Regions from separate parts of the Hordeum vulgare genome. Here region 2 is linked to region 1. The links are chromatin contacts, called in public Hi-C maps. All regions are on one chromosome and are shown on one strand. Each heading gives the region's core, a stretch centred on a gene start, on an enhancer-like site or on the middle of the called end of the contact. The rest is flanking DNA. Distances are from core to core; before and after follow the strand shown. Region 1 holds the start of LOC123410211. Region 2 holds the start of LOC123407171 (protein adenylyltransferase SelO).

Region 1 (4,610 bases), core at 552-3,051:
CATCCAAGTGTATGTATCCCAAGCAAGCACATGTCACGTGATCATCTGAAATCCAGTATATCTCTGTATTTCACCAATGGGTCGAATGAACTTGGGTGATTTAATTTATCTTACAATTCTTATCGCACCGCACGGAAGTACACTCCCTCCGTTTGGAAACAAGTGGAGTGGTTTAGTAGGAACCATGATTACATGGCAATACCACCAAAGATGATTAGCTGTGATGAATAGGCAAACAAAAAATGTGCAAAAGATAGACTAAAATTGGCAAGAGCTGATGCTGATGTGATGGAACAGCATATCATATCAACTGATGTGATGTAGTAAAACAGTAGCCTAGAGCAGCTAACCATGAATTTCAAGTGACTCTTCTCATCACCATAAGCAAAGCATCCATAGTTTGCAATGAGCACTGTATATGTTTACATCCATCCATGTAGCTAGAGCCATGTAAACATGATGAAGACGAAGGTTGCTACTAAACCATAAAGTTGACAAAACTGAAGAGCATGCAGCTGCCTAACACATATCCATCCAAGAGCGCGTGTTGCCGGCCGCCGCTCCATTAATTCCTCCAGCTACTACAGGCCCGCCTCCGCGGCTCGCCGGGGCGTGCTCTTCCGGCGGCTCCCGTTCTGCCGGAAGCCGCTGGACCGGGTCGTCGTCGTGGACTCGTCGTTGCTGGACCGGGTGCTCGAGCTGTTCTCCTCCATGTCGAGGTTCGAGCTCTCTTCCTTGGGTGCCCTGTTCCTCTTGTTGCCGTTGCCTTCAGGGTCGTTCTCCTTGAGCTCTGCGTTACCTCCTTCTGCATCGCCATGAACGCCCGCTGCCGAGCTCTTGGGTTCTGGTGGTAGATCGACTTTGTCGGGGACGCGCTGCTTTTGGGGCCTCCCTCTCCTCTTCCTTGCAGGCACGACCTCTTCGCCGCTGCTCACCTTGTCTTCATGGCTCCTGCCGTTGGCGATGGGCTTCCTTCCTCTGCCTCTTCCCCTACCCATTGCTTGAATCGAGCAGTGCTTTCTCTATAGATGTATTGAGAAACTATTACCGGAAAAACTTGAAGCTCGCCTGGGTTACTTGTTGGAAGCAAGATTTTTCGGTGCTAAAACCTTGATCTAGAAATCTGCAAGAAAAATGGGCCAATAACTTGCGATTTAATCTGTGGTTGGATTGAAGTACCAGCACATCATTTCCACCAAAATAATAATAATAATAATAATAATAATCAGTATCTCAGTGTTGGAATGAGATCCGTAGGATAGGAATCAAGAAGTTGAAGCAGCAAATATCCCCATCAAATCTCAGATTGAAACGCATCCATAGACAGGCAGAACACGCAAAAGGAGGAAAACAACGTAACTTAATCAGGAAAAAGGAAGCATCCAATCCAGTACGGGATGGCGGAGCTGACCTTGCATGGAAGCAGCATCCGGCTCAAGAAGCGTATCTTGCTCCCATTTCTCCAGGCCCAGCGGAGGTGAGGAAAAGATTGGATTCCGCTGTTGCCGGGTGAAGAAAGCAAATGGATTGGCTGCGATCTCCGGATTCAGGGGCCGTGTGGGAGTTTGGGGAAAGCTAGGAGATTCTTGAATGAGTAGGCCTGTAGGTGGTAGTGGTGGTAGCAGGAGCAGCAGGCACCAGGCAGTGGTGGTGCTAGCTCCTACTGGGGGACGCGCTCGGCTGCTAGCTCGAGCTCCTCCACTCCAGAGTCCAGACAGCGGGTGCAGCTGCAGCAGGGACAGCGTACACACTGCGCGCACCACGCGCAGGACAGAGGAGGGGGCGCTTGCTTTGCTGGGCCGCTTTCCCGTGGCTCGGCTGCTCTCACTCGCTTTGTTTACGGTTTACCAACCGTTGAAAACGAGCTGCTGCTGCTGCTGCTGCTATGCCGTGGTGCAGTGCAACTGGCCTGACAAAGCACCAAATGTTTATTGGCGCGGGCAGCCGTAGCGCGGCGCGGTTACCGCTGCGTGATGGCCGGGCTACTGTTTCATTGGTGTTTGGTGCGTATGTGCTCTCGAGGGATTCAAAAACGGTGGCGACGGGAGGACGGACAGGAGGGATCCCAAGACTGACAGCCGAGAAAACCAGGGGCTACGGCCAAGATCCCAGTCGTCGGCTCTCTCTGCCCCATAACGGATGTGTCGCTCATTTCTTTGCTGGGTAAAAAGAATAGTTGATACTTCTTTCAAACTATTTTCTGCCTCACAACAATCAACTATTAGCTAGAGGAGGGGCACGTGTGCGCTAGATGCTAGGACCGGAGAGTAAACCTGTTAAATGGACAGCCCGGCCCGAAAACCCGGGCCAGGCCGGGCTCGGGCTTTCATTTTTGCATTTTTTGGACCAGACTTTCGGGCTTCATGCCGAGTTCACAACACTGATAAACATCATTCGGGTCAGGATTTTAGGCTACATGCCTATATTCGGGCTGGGCTCGGGCTTGAGAAAGTGCGCACTTTTGGGATTCGGGCTAGGCTTGGGCTTAGAATTTGGGGTTCGAAAAGCCCGTCCCGACATATGAACATGTTTAGTTGGGGTTGAGTTCTCGGAGGATGCAGTGGATGTATTTTCTTTAAAACTTCGGGTGCAAATGCTTCACATCAGTCCCTATAGTCAAGCTTCTATGATTAAGTGAAAGCATCAAAGCCGCTAGTATGATTGCCTTATTTCCTTCCGCACTGCCTCCTCCGGCACCAAGACGTTGGCTAAGGGTAACAATATGGAAGCCGGAAACACCTTGATAGCGTCTACCAGGGGGTTAAAGCCGACGACTGGAAACTTTCAAGTTAAAACGACCGCGCAGGAGTAAAAATTAAACAAAGTAAGATATGGTATACCATGTAGAGCAAAAAGCATTGTATTGCATAAAGGTTCAACCGTTAATACAAGATCTCATTTTTATTCAAAGATTACATCCTTGGAGCACTCGGTTTCTATCGCCCGAGCACCCTCCATTACATTTGGGGAATATAGCTCGGAGCGCCTATGCTCCTTTCCATGCGACAGAGGTGCGGTGGCCATCTCGATGGGCTTCAACTTCGTCCAGTGCACCATGGTCCTCGTGAATGCCATCCGAGCTCCCTTAATAGAGACATCACACAATAGAGAAAAAGCACTTGAGGACGTCAATTCGGGGCGCAACAGCGATTAGTTTTTGCATGAGACCGATGTAGCTGCTGGGCAGCGGCTCTGTAGGCCATAGCCTGATGCAGAGATCCTTCATGGCTGGCTGCACCATCCGATGTAGTTCCGTCGGTTGTTTCAGCTGATCGGAGACGAGGAGGGGCTGGTCAGGGGCTTGGAACTGCTCCCAGAACAACCTCAGCTCGACATCTCCTCCTTGGGATGCATAGTGACTTGAAGCTTCTGCAACACTCTTGGGGAGGTCCGCAAACACGCCCGGAGAATGCCATACTCGGGAAAGCAATGCAAGCTTTTTTCCGCCAAAGATGCATTATAGTAAGTATCACTTATCACCCGCAATGTGTTTGATTTGATGCATCTCCTTCTCACGGCCTTGCTGTTAGGGCATATTTATGCCTAAGTAATTTTGGTGATTGATGACAGTACCTTAAAGGACTAATCGTGTGCATTAAGCTTTCAGATAATACATGACAAAGGCACAAGACGATTCGGCACCCTCCGTGGAACAGAAGCACGGTGTCCTCTACGATTCTCTTTGGTGGTATTTGAGTTGTAGGAACGCCGTACTATTAAGAGGGGATCCGTATTGGAAAGGTTTGGGTGGAATCAATCTTGCACGCACACACTTTATCTCCATCCCCTTTCCCTGCAACTTTGGAGCTGTTCCCATCTCTGGTTTCTCTCATCTTGTAAAAAGGTCTCTTAGCGGTAGTACCGCTGGCCCTAGCGGTAGTACCGCTAGAGCTAGAGAGCTGGCGGTAGTACCACTGGCCTAGCGGTAGTACCGCCCCTGGTCAGCGGTAGTACCGCTCCAGGACTTCAGTACCGCCATCCTTGCGGCTGTACTTCGTCGGACTTTTTGCGAAGACTTTCTTGGCGGTGGTTGGCCCGGTAGTGTCTTTGCGCTACCATGGGCGCAGCGGTAGTACCGCTGCAGCCAGCGGTAGTAACGCTGGAGTGCGAGCGGTAGTACTGCTGCAGCCAGCGGTAGTACCACTGGGCTCGTGCTGTGAGTGGGAAAACGGTTGGATTCCCCCCCCACTATATAAAGGGTTCTTCTTGCTCAAGAACCCTACCTTTGACCCTCCTAAGCTCCATTGTTGCTCCCTAAGCTCAAAAGTGCCCGATCTCTCTCCCTAGCCAATCAAACTTGTTGATTTCCTAGGGATTGGTTGAGAAGGCCTAGATCTACACTTCCACCAAGAGAAAAATGATTCCCCCCACTAATCCCTGGCGGATCTTGTTACTCTTGGGTGTTTGAGAACCCTAGACGGTTGAGGTCACCTCGGAGCCACATTCCATTGGGGTGAAGCTCCGTGGTCTTGTCGGGAGCCTCCAAGCTTTGTGTGGAGCTTGCCCCAACCTTGTTTGTAAAGGTTCGGTCGCCGCCTTCAAGGGCACCTATAGCGGAATCACGACACCTTGCATTGTGTGAGGGCGTTGTTGGAAATATGCCCTAGAGG
Region 2 (4,610 bases), core at 675-3,174, 320 kb after region 1:
CGGAATTATTTAACTAGAGCATAATGCCAGAACCAGTATGAGCATTTTTCAAGGCCCAACATTTTGCAACAACAACAACAACAACCAAGCCTTTCAGTCCCAAACAAGTTGGGGTAGGCTAGAGTTGAAACCCATAAGATCTCGAAACCAAGTCATGGCTCTGGAACGTGGATAGCTAACTTCCACGCACCCCTGTCCATGGCATTTTGCAACATAAATATATACCAGTATTACCAAACAAAGCAGCACACGACGTGGCCTAACCTTCGGCTTAGCATTTTCCATGAGAACAAAAAAAATAACTGTTTGCCGGACAATACAAATAACAAATGTTTCATGGCAACTGCAGATAAGACAAAAATGTGATGTTCCACGTGGAACTACCTAGAGTATTTTATATGCCTTTCATTCACGCGAACAGCTGGATTTTTTGACAACATATCACTCTGTTCAACTACCAGTTAATGATCTGGTGTCAAGAGTCAAATATCTGATTGATAACCTTTTTGTTCCCCAGAAGTAGTGATGAGATTCAAAAAAGAAACAGGGGGGTTGGGGTGGAGTTAATATATGTATTTATGAATGAATAAAGCCCTTTGACTTAAGAAGCAAGTCCATTTGCTTCATAAATCGTAAACAATACAGATCTTTTACATGTTACCCTTTGGAAAAAATAGTAAAATATCTGATCGATAACCATTTTGTTTAACAGAAATTTCTTAGTGGTGAACTTTGAAAAAAGAAACAGGTGGTGGGGTGGGGTGGGGTGAATATATGTCTGAATAAATGAAAACAGCACTTTGACTTAAGTAGCAAGTCTGTCTTTTGCTTCATAAATCATAGACAATACAGATCTTCTACATGATACCCTTTGGGAAATATTGGTACGCTAATTCTGGATAGAAATTAACTCTTGTGTTTAAAAGTACCTACTGAAACTATCACCATTAGTGCACAGGAGTTATTAGTAGACAATCTTACTAGCCTTTGGGAAATATTGGTACACTAATTCTGGATAAGAATTAACTGTTATGTTTAAAAGTACCACTGAAACTATCACCTTTAGTGCACAAGAGTTAGTAGACAATCTTACTAGTCAGTCTGGTGTGGTCGCCTTTATCGCACATAAATTACTGCTCACTCGACCATTTTTAGGTTGTGACTTGTGAGCTACCAAGAGTAGGGTGAGTTCACAATTTCAATGCAAATTACACACATTTGTAAAAAATTCTTCATGCACGTCTCAATAACCAGTTGCCCCTCAACAAAAGGGGGGGTGCCACAATGCTCTCAAGAACGATGGAAACCATAGCCAGAAAGCTAGCGAGTAGCTGGGATATGCAACTAACTCTTTGTGATCCAGATCGAGGAGGTCAGCTGCGGACTGGGACCACGCCACGAGCTTAGGGTTCTCCACGGGCGCCGAGGGAGACACCTTGGTGTAACAAGCGTGCAGCACCTGCGACATAAAACCTCGGGGATAAACACTCGGCAAGAAATTAACCTAGCTGCTATGCTCACCATGCGGCAAAACTAGGAGCAAGCAGGGGGGGAGCGAGGGGCGCGAACCTGGCGGGGGATGTTGTCGGATCGCGGGTCGCCGGGCAGCTCGCGGACGAAGGTCTCGTCCCACGAGAGCTCCTCCAGCGCGCGGCGCGGGCGGGCGGCGGCCTCTCCGGCGCCGCTCGTCCCGGCGGCCGGTGCCGCCTCGCCGGTAGCGGAGGAGGCCATGCCTCGGAAGAGCAGGCGGCGGAGCGGGTGGCGGGTCGGGGGCGGCGGCAGGCGGAGACGGCGGGAGGGGGGAGGGGACGGGGGGAGGGAGCGGGGGAGGAGGAGGTGGGGGTATAGGTTGGGGAGGACGGTGGGGAAGCGCAACTGAGGGGGCATGGCGCCTGCGTGCTGCGTGCGGCGCCTTTTTTTTTCTCTCTCTCTCTCTCTCTCCGTCCGGGTCAATCCGGTGCAGGCGTGTCGCCCTGCGCGTTGTGGTAGGGCGGCGTGCGTGGCCGGGCCTGGGTGTGGGGTGGGTGGGAGGAGCGAGCGGTCCTGGTTAAACGGTGGGATTTGTTCGAGGCTGGCCCGGCGGGCCGGCTTCTTTTGCGTGTGGGTAGCGGAGCCACGGACACGTGCCCGTGGCCATGCTTACGTCGCCCGGTCAAGTGGAGATAAACTCAGAGTGACTCAAACGAACGTAGTTTGTTTCTTTAGCCATCAACACACGGATCCTCAAATCCGACGTGGATAGTGACCAATCACGTCTTAAATAATACAGTCTATATTTGAATATTTTAAATTAAAAACCTTAAATTCATACTATTACATGCAACGTAAAACTAGTAATAAGCGGAGCTCGTCCAGCTCCGTCGTGTCCATGTCCGGCGGCTGGTTGCGCCCCTTATAGTGTTGGTCTGATCGCTAACGAGGTAGAGTAGGACATAGGACACTAGCTGACTCACACGAGTCGAGCTCCCATCGTCTCCCATGCCCGAACCCGTAACCTGGACGGGGCTAATCGACATGAGGTCAGTGACGGATCCTTCATGGAGGAGTCGACGTCCACCACGGCACTACTGCACCCTACAGGGCGTCGGAGAGTGTGATTCCACTTCTCTAACTTTCGTCGTAGTGAGGGCCTCCGCCACATCCCGTGGCTGCTTGGCACGCCACGCCATGACATCATCTGAGGTCGACCGTGCTTCGTGCTTGGCGCGCCAACGGAGGGGTTGCGCTTCTGCCATGGCGTTCGGACGCCAAATGGACCGCGTCGTCTCCGGTGAGGCAGCAACGTCGGATCCAAGCACCGGTTGTGCGAAAGCAATGGATCCCTAGAGTTGCGAGTCTGAGCGATACCATCATGCGTCCGCCTCCCGAGAGCGGTGGAGCGCAAGCCGGACGGCCATCTCCTCCTCGGGGCCGCGTGGGACAAGCTCATGGTCGACGGATCTGGAGGTGAAGGACTCGGATCCGCTGCCAACCATGCTGGATGTGAGCTTGGGTGGCGGATGGGAGTGAAGGGGAGTGGAGTGAAGTGGCTAGGGTTTGGTCCGGCGAGCGAATGGGGATGAATATATGTGAGGTAGATGCGGGCCAGCACGGACCAGGTGGGCGCGCCGAGGCTTCCCCATATCCGGCCCATATTTGGATTGGAAACGGGGGTACCGGTCAGCCCGGGCATTTGAGATCGGTTTGAGAGGCCCGTCTAGGTCGATTTTTTATGACCAAGCGGTGACCGGGCGGCCTGCCTGAGCGTTTGCGAAGAGTCTGAGGGTCCAGTTGTAGATGCTCTTATGTGTCGATGGACGCTCGTATTTCGACCAACCAGTCATCCGCTACAACGAATATAGAAAAAAGTGGTCAGCGGCCATGCGAGCATTTAAAAACACATCACAAAGTTTATGCTCACGTACTTTTCATTGGTCGGCACACTTACCAGCACACACAAAAAGGCCATACATATCAATCGTGGTCATGTCGGCATACAAAAAATACGACACTTGTTCACACACAAAACGTCACCGTGTACCCTCGATGTCGGGGGTGATGCTCCATAGCTCACGTCGTAGGAGACCCGGCCGGAAACGCGGAACACAAACAATCCGGCGGGTGCTTTTGTAGAGCCGAAAACCCACACGCCCGGGAGGGACCTCGTTAGGGTGCACGTCGGCTATGGACTGTCTTAGGTCGACCTGATCTCCCTTAGGGCCTCGTGAATCGCCGTCGTGCAACTAGAAGAACAAACGAAGAACGAGGAAGAAGAAGAACAAGGGAGAGAGATAAAGGTAAAGCTAAAATGTGGTAGATTGATTTGGTCGGTTGTGTGTTGTTCAATCGGTCGTCACCTCTCATCTATTTATGAGGTGGCTGTACAAAAAAACTCCAAATCCCATCCAAAACTTTCTAAAATTAACCGAACTCGAATTTAGGTACGTCCAAGGCAGCAGTTTGGTGTTTGGGTCTCACGAGACGAAAACAATCTCGGATGAAGTTGAGCCCAAAAGAAAATGTAATCGTTTCGATGAGACGAACAACTTTCTTGTTGGATATTTTTTGATTCAAGGCCGTCTTGTGGGCCTAAATGCTCGTGCAAAACAAGCAATCAGGACGCTACTTATTATGCACGTGTCTGATTGGGCGTGCCACTTTTTGGTTTGTCATAGGGCCGCACTCTGATGACTTTAGCTTTTGCATACGATCTCAGATTGAGATGATTTTCATATCAAAATTGATCGATTCGACGAGACAAAGACAATCTATGTATAACATTTTCTCATATGAGGTCATCTTGGGGCTTAATCGACTGAAGAGTACTTTGAATATGAAATCTTAGTATTTTGAGCACACTTTCAACCTTCGAGATGAGATCGGAAGACGATGGTCCAAACTTCAAAGATGTTCATGTCAACACTATGAAACTTTTTCATGTCGAGCACTTCTTCATTTGAAGCCATATTAATAATCTTTTCTTCCATGCCAAAATTTGGTGTCAATAGTCAACACATGCCCCCCCTGTTTTTCGGCGAAGCTTGCGTGCCCAAACATAACTTTCACATAGTTTGTTCTAAGGATGATGTCAACACTCCATTGTCCATTTTGCATATTCTTTGGACAATAAG

What was found. Hi-C and Micro-C count contacts between places; a contact is called where the count stands out from the background.
Region 2: a Hi-C map of leaf shows a contact between it and region 1, with 5 times the contacts expected there. The contact joins the promoter of LOC123407171 here to the promoter of LOC123410211 in region 1. A contact is called at or near these places in 3 of 6 Hi-C or Micro-C datasets (leaf and seedling) and 1 of 1 datasets of contacts at active chromatin or transcription factors (embryo).

What each region holds. Positions count from the first base shown.
Region 1 is chr7H:143,677,024-143,681,633 of MorexV3_pseudomolecules_assembly, forward strand. LOC123410211 reads right to left here and starts at 1,802. Exons shown (of 2, transcript XM_045103118.1): 1 at 1,412-1,802; 2 at 353-1,123. The coding sequence starts at 998. The coding sequence ends at 582.
Region 2 is chr7H:143,994,465-143,999,074 of MorexV3_pseudomolecules_assembly, forward strand. LOC123407171 (protein adenylyltransferase SelO) reads right to left here and starts at 1,925. Exons shown (of 8, transcript XM_045100248.1): 1 at 1,570-1,925; 2 at 1,350-1,459. The coding sequence starts at 1,887.